Linked DNA regions of Hordeum vulgare: region 1 is linked to region 2. A link is a contact called in public Hi-C data. All regions are on one chromosome and are shown on one strand. Each heading gives the region's core, a stretch centred on a gene start, on an enhancer-like site or on the middle of the called end of the contact. The rest is flanking DNA. Distances are from core to core; before and after follow the strand shown. Region 1 has its middle 280 kb from the start of LOC123448430. Region 2 has its middle 350 kb from the start of LOC123448430.

Evidence for each region. Hi-C and Micro-C count contacts between places; a contact is called where the count stands out from the background.
Region 1: a Hi-C map of leaf shows a contact between it and region 2, with 2.8 times the contacts expected there. The contact joins two enhancer-like sites. A contact is called at or near these places in 2 of 6 Hi-C or Micro-C datasets (leaf and seedling).

What each region holds. Positions count from the first base shown.
Region 1 is chr4H:228,445,396-228,448,435 of MorexV3_pseudomolecules_assembly, forward strand. No RefSeq gene overlaps it. Among protein-coding and RNA genes, the nearest start is that of LOC123448430, 280 kb to the right of the region's middle. Within about 2 kb of position 1,371, at least 3 of the 3 cell types and tissues checked have open chromatin away from gene starts, as enhancers often do. A contact at or near this core is called in leaf, where this site is marked.
Region 2 is chr4H:228,375,795-228,378,818 of MorexV3_pseudomolecules_assembly, forward strand. No RefSeq gene overlaps it. Among protein-coding and RNA genes, the nearest start is that of LOC123448430, 350 kb to the right of the region's middle. Within about 2 kb of position 1,372, at least 1 of the 3 cell types and tissues checked has open chromatin away from gene starts, as enhancers often do. A contact at or near this core is called in leaf, where this site is marked.

The sequences.
Region 1 (3,040 bases), core at 121-2,620, 70 kb after region 2:
CCAAAACCTTATCTTAACAGAAGGATCTCGGGTGGAATACTCCAAAACACGAGGTTTTTTTTATAAGAACGAAACGTTTTCCTGGTTAGTCACTTAAAGAGGGACGGCGGGTTAATTACTTGAAAATACAGGGCCTTTTTTGTAAAATATCCACGACGTACGGCAGAAACAGTCGCTGCTTTATTATTATAAGTCATTACTTGCCAAATATGGCAGCTGCCAGGTCTAGCCATGTCCAGATTTGGGCACCTTCCTAAAATGGCAATTACTCAAAACAAAGAAAAAAGGCGCTAGAACAAAATAAGAAAAAGGGGGGCCCACTGGCATTATGTGGGCAACAAGTGGGTCCGGCGCTCATTGTCAGGTTAGGAAAACAAATTGGAAAAGGGGCCGCTGTCAGGATTCGAACCTGGGACGGAGTGTCCTGAACAAAAGAGGCGTCGGTTTTGTTTTTGTGCTAGTCCCTAGCTTTCTTCTACCTCAAGCAGGAGAAGGACAACGACGTGTTGGCGGCACCGGCGGCAACCACCGGAGTTGGAATTCACCGGCGGGGCTACGGGATTTCCTGGGGATTCCATTCACGGCTTTGGAGTGGCTGCCTGGCGCAGGGGTTAGAGGAAGTCGGGGTGCTCGAGCTCTAGCTCTTACTCGGCTCAGGGCCATGGCGAGGCACGTGAGGTATGGAGGGTGTGTGGCGAGGCAATAGGGGAGAAGGCGAACTGCCTACATGCGCGGGACAAGACACGACGCGCGGGGAGCAAGAACTAGCATGCAAAAAAAATTAGTACGAGTACACTGTCTCTCCGACCGAGCATCGAGGACACGAGATTGACATGGAAGGAACGACACGCACATGATGTGAAAAACGATGAGGATGAGCGGAATGGAAGAAGGGGTATACGTCCCGTACCTAGGACATGGAAAGATGACATAGGGAACGACGGTGCGACGGCGACGAGGCGACGAACTCAGCGGGTCTTCATGTCCGTGAAGTAGAGGAAGAAGAGTCTCCGGACGATGATGATCTACAGCCTTGGCACTTCCTTGGATGTCGGTGAAGAATATTCCTTCCCGCGACACGAGAGCGCCAGATGCGCGACGAGGAGGTCACCATGAGAGCAAGCACAAGGTTTGCCGGAGCATGGCGGGAATGTCTGTGGCTATGGCATGGGATAGGCTTACCTGCGGCGGCAGGGTGAGGAGAAGGGTGGAATGGGATGAGGGGTTCTAGGGTTAGGTCTAGGACAGCTGTTATAGGTTTCTATGGACATCGACGGCCTTCAAATCAGAGAGTTCGTCGACGTGGCATTCCCTGATGGGAGTGGTACAAGTTGAAGACGAGCACAGCTATGCACGTGGGTGGTTGGGCTGGCTTGAGGCAAATGAGTTGGCTGCGATGCATGCGTGTTGGGCCAGGGAAGGCAAGGAGGAGAGGCCCAGGTGGGCTGGATCTCTCTCACACTCGGAAACAAAGGGTTTTATTTTAAATTAAAATGGCAATAAGAATTAAAATTCCATGGAGTTTGAAAGAGAATTTATGAGAAACAAAAATAGGTTGGCACTCACAAAAATAAGCTCCATTAACAAAAAATAGTTTGGGAATTTTTAGAGCAAATAAACTAATCACATAACTTTAATATAGGAATCTATTTTGCAAGATTCAAAAGGCAATTATCGCACAACATGGTTGAGAGCTAATTTTGAAATGTTTGTCAGATTATTTAGAAGAAGTGGAACATTTTTTTGAGTGGAAAAGGGCAAGTAAAATCACCACATATGTAGCATTGGAATTAAAAGGGTTTTTAGGCATAGTTTTTAAAGGGGTTTGGGAGAGCATCCACTCACACAAACTGACTTGCAAGCACACCTCTCCACACATACACTCACACCACCACAAGCACACAAGCTTATGATGCAACACATAATTTATGTGATGATGCCATGATGCATAAAAGAATGATATGAAACAAATTTATTAAACCCAACACACATGAGAGCAAACATGGAGGTCATACATGAATATATTATAAAGGTTACAAGGGAATGCACTTGGGCTGTTACAACTCTCCCACAATACAAGAGGATCTTGACCCAAGATCTAGGATTGAAAGAACTCTGGATATCGAGAACGGAGAAGGTCCTCGCATTCCCAACTGGTTTCTTTTTCGGAATTGTGTGTCCATTTAACTTTGAGGAATTTGATAGACTTGTTGCGACTACTGTGATCGGTCTCTTCAAGAATAGCAACTGGATCCTCATGATAGGAAAGGTCTCTCTAGAGATAAATGTCTTGGAAGTTAACGGTGCGCTAGGGAGTCTAGAAACACCTCCGAAGCTGAGAGACGTGAAACACATCATGCACATTGAAGAAATTGGGTGGAAGATCTAGCTGATAAGCAAGGTCACCTCTTGGCCAATAACTTTGAAAGGACCCACAAAGCATGGAGCAAGATTTCCTTTGATGCCAAAGCGTTGAATGCCCTTCATTGGAGACACCCTGAGATAGACCAAATCATCGATCATAAAAGTCATGTCATGATGCTTGCTATCATAATAGCTCTTCTGATGGGATTGAGCAGCTTTGAGATTATCCCGAACGACATGGCACATTTCTTCTACTTCAGTGATCATGTCATTCCCTAGAATCTGACACTCACCAGTTTCTAACCAATTGAGCGGGGTACGACACTTCCTTCCATATAGAATCTCGGAAGGGCCTTGCCTGAACTTGCTTGACAACTCTTGTTGTATGAGAACTCGGCAAACGGGAGGCAGTTTCCCCACTTCATGCCAAAAGAAATCACACAAGCTCTGAGCATATCTTCAAGGATTTGATTGACTCTCTCAACTTGACCACTAGTTTGAGGATGAAAGGCAGTACTGAAACAGACCTTGGTGCTCATTGCAGTCTGAAAGGAATCCCATAACTTGGTAGTGAAGATGCTTCCATGATCTCAAGAAATGAGCGTAGGAACACCGTGCAAAGAAACTATCCTTGAAGTGCATAGCTCTGCGAGCTGAGCTTCCGGGATAGATTCTT
Region 2 (3,024 bases), core at 122-2,621:
GATAGCACCTGGTATTTTCTTTGTGTGTCCATAGTAGACGGAGAAACAGCTATGTGTATGTCCGTCGACCGGCTCTGTTTAAGTCAAACCGTGGCAGATCATCTGGCGAGTCTTTCTGACTGATCGGACTGTAGTCGTAAAATTTGTGTGATGGATATCCAGATGAACTTTGAACCACTCAAATCTCACAACAGCCATTTTTTTTCTTTTTTTTGAACAACTCTTTCTCCTCGGTCTTTTGTATAACAAACCCAAGCTATTAAACGCCGTTTGTTTGACCAACGCGTGACATAGTACGAAAGCGAATGGTTGTTACAACCGACGCGAGGCTCGGCCGGAGCAGCGACTTGATGGTGGAACCGTGCATGGTGGCGGCGTTGTCATGGAGTGGCTGCAGCCGGCGTGGCGTGGCACATGGCTTGGTGGCGGGCCGGCTTTTTGCAAGGTGCGACGCGGCGAGGGCATAGCAACGCGGCGACACGCGCGAGGCAAAGACAGCAGGGGCGAGTCGGCGTTGTGTGGTGGATCTATGGCAACAGGGGCGACTCACTGGTGACTTAGTGAGCGGGACGAGCTGGTCTAGGCGAGGAGGAGTGTGGCGACTCACAAGAGGAGGAGCGCAGCGTGGCCAGGTGAGGCGGACAGGGCCCTGTCGGCGCAGCACGGGAGCAGGCCCGATATGGGCGAGCGGAGGGGGGGCTGTTAGCGGACACATGGCGTAGCCCCGCGGTGGCGACGACAGCAGGTAGCGGCTCAGCGGGAGGCGAACGGAGCCGGGGCGACGGCTCTGGACCAGGTCAGGTCGCGGTCGATGGCCTACACAAGGCCAGGCGGAGATGGAGGCCTGTGGCAAGCCGGCGAGCTGGAGCCGCGGCGGCGGCGACTGCTGTGGCGAGGCGAGGTCGCGGCCCAGGGGAGGCGAGGCTATGGCGAAGGCGAAGTGCATGCGGGCGCGGCGGGTTCGAAGTGCACGGACACCAGCTGATTAGCCACGACGGATGGAGCTTGCATGGGCGCGTGGCTAGAGGTGCACCGTCGGCAACGAGGTGAAGTGGAGCCGGGCGAGGTGGTGTCCGACGGCACGGTGGCTCGAGGTACGATGGAGGCTCGAGACGCGGATGGCGGCCGGCACCACCGACGCTCAAGGTGCAACGACGACTTGAGGCGAGGTCAAGCTGGTGTACGGAGAGGCTCGGCCGCCTGCACAAGCGTCCTCTCTGGACTCCTCCACCCGATGCGATTTCTCCTCCCACTCATGAGAGGTGGATATGATGTGTATTTTGGTGGTGGATGGATGTATGCTTTCGTGATGGATGCATGGGTTGATGGATATGTGTCGTGGACATGGATGGATGTATGCTTTCGTGATGGATGCATGGGTTGATGGGTAGGTGCTGTGGACATGGATGAATGGGAGATGCCTAGTGGCTGGTATGGTGAGGCGCGGCAACGAGTCGGCGCAGCGGAGCGGCGAACCGCTGGGAGGCTGGAATGGATGCAAGGTCGAGCTTGCAGTACCGAGGTACAGACTGCGCAGCGCCGCGCAGGAAAAGGAGTTGCCAAGAAGGTTGTGCCTCATCCATCGGGCCGGCCGGAACCCTTGCTCCCTAATCCTAGGATCGGTCAGGAGATTGTTTTTGTTCCAATCCGTGTCTGCGTCCTTCTCCGTGTCCATCTCCACGTGGTGGTTTATTTTTTCATGGAGTTGACCTCTTGACAGCTTCCCCCTGATCAGTCTCGACGACGGCGCGCAAGTTGTCACCCTAATTTCTATTTCACTCAAATCTTATACTATACTATCAGTAGCTTCGACCGAAATTGTCACACGACAGGTTTATCTTGCGTCATCTTTCCGTGTTGGATAATCTTCCTTCGATCAATCATGAACTTCTCGATCCTTGAAATTTTTTTCCTTGAAGAACACAACATCACCGTACGATCGGCCCCACGGTGCGTGTCAAATTTCGTGGTTTCGTCACGGTATATGTCCTCGTGCAAGGACTTAGGTGTGAGGCCATCACAACCATGTGGCGGCTTGAGAGGGGTTGGTCAGAATCGAGAGACGCGAGTTTACCCAGGTTCGGCCCCTCCGATGAAGATAAAAGCCTACGTCATGCTTGTGTTTCATTGATGAAGATGATGATCCCTGATTATAAAGGTGCAGACTCATCACCTCTAATCTCTAATTGCTTAAACTTATCAATCTGTATAACTTAACTTGTCCCTCTTGGGACACCTTATCCCTCCTTATATAGGTGGAAGGGATAAGTTTACATGTAGAGTCCTACTAGGAATAGGAATAGGACTAGTCTCTCTTGAATCCTAATCCGCGTCTTGTTTCCTTTGTGAGGGAGTCTCTCCTCTTCCTGGGCCTTCTCTTGTGAGCCGACCCTCCTGGTCTCCCTATGAGCCGCCTTATGCGAGGTTGTACACCGGGCCTTGGGCCTTCGGCATTTATCTAAGTCGCCTGTAGGGTCAAGTATGAGTTCCCCGCCAGGTCACTGCTGAGTCGTCGGTGAGTCGCCAAGTCCATGGCGGGTCATACTTCAAGTCGGGTTACACTGCGGGGTATATACCCGACAAGAGATGTCACCTCAGTTTCTATGTCACCTCCATGTGCTCTTGTCATGGACCATTTGGAGCTTTAGGTGTTGACGATGTATCCATGGGGATACCATGTGATGCTCAACATCTAGAAGCTTCGGTGCCACCTTCAAGGCCTATAAGAAAGGGCGACCCTTCCATCTTCATAAGCTCCCCAAAGAAGGTGGCCGAGCATGGGAATTTCCCTTTTGTCATGGAGGCATGCAACGAGCAGCCAAATCACATGGCCCTCATACAAGGCAACGGCGATAATACGGTCGAGCATGGGATTTTCCCCTCGACCATGGAGGCAAGTGTGACCCTCTTCGACAACATGAAGACGTCGCCAACATGGGACTCATACTTGGAGACAAGCGCCGAGACCGAGTTTGGGATGTTACCTTCAAACTTGGAGGAGAGTGATGATTTGCCACATCCTAC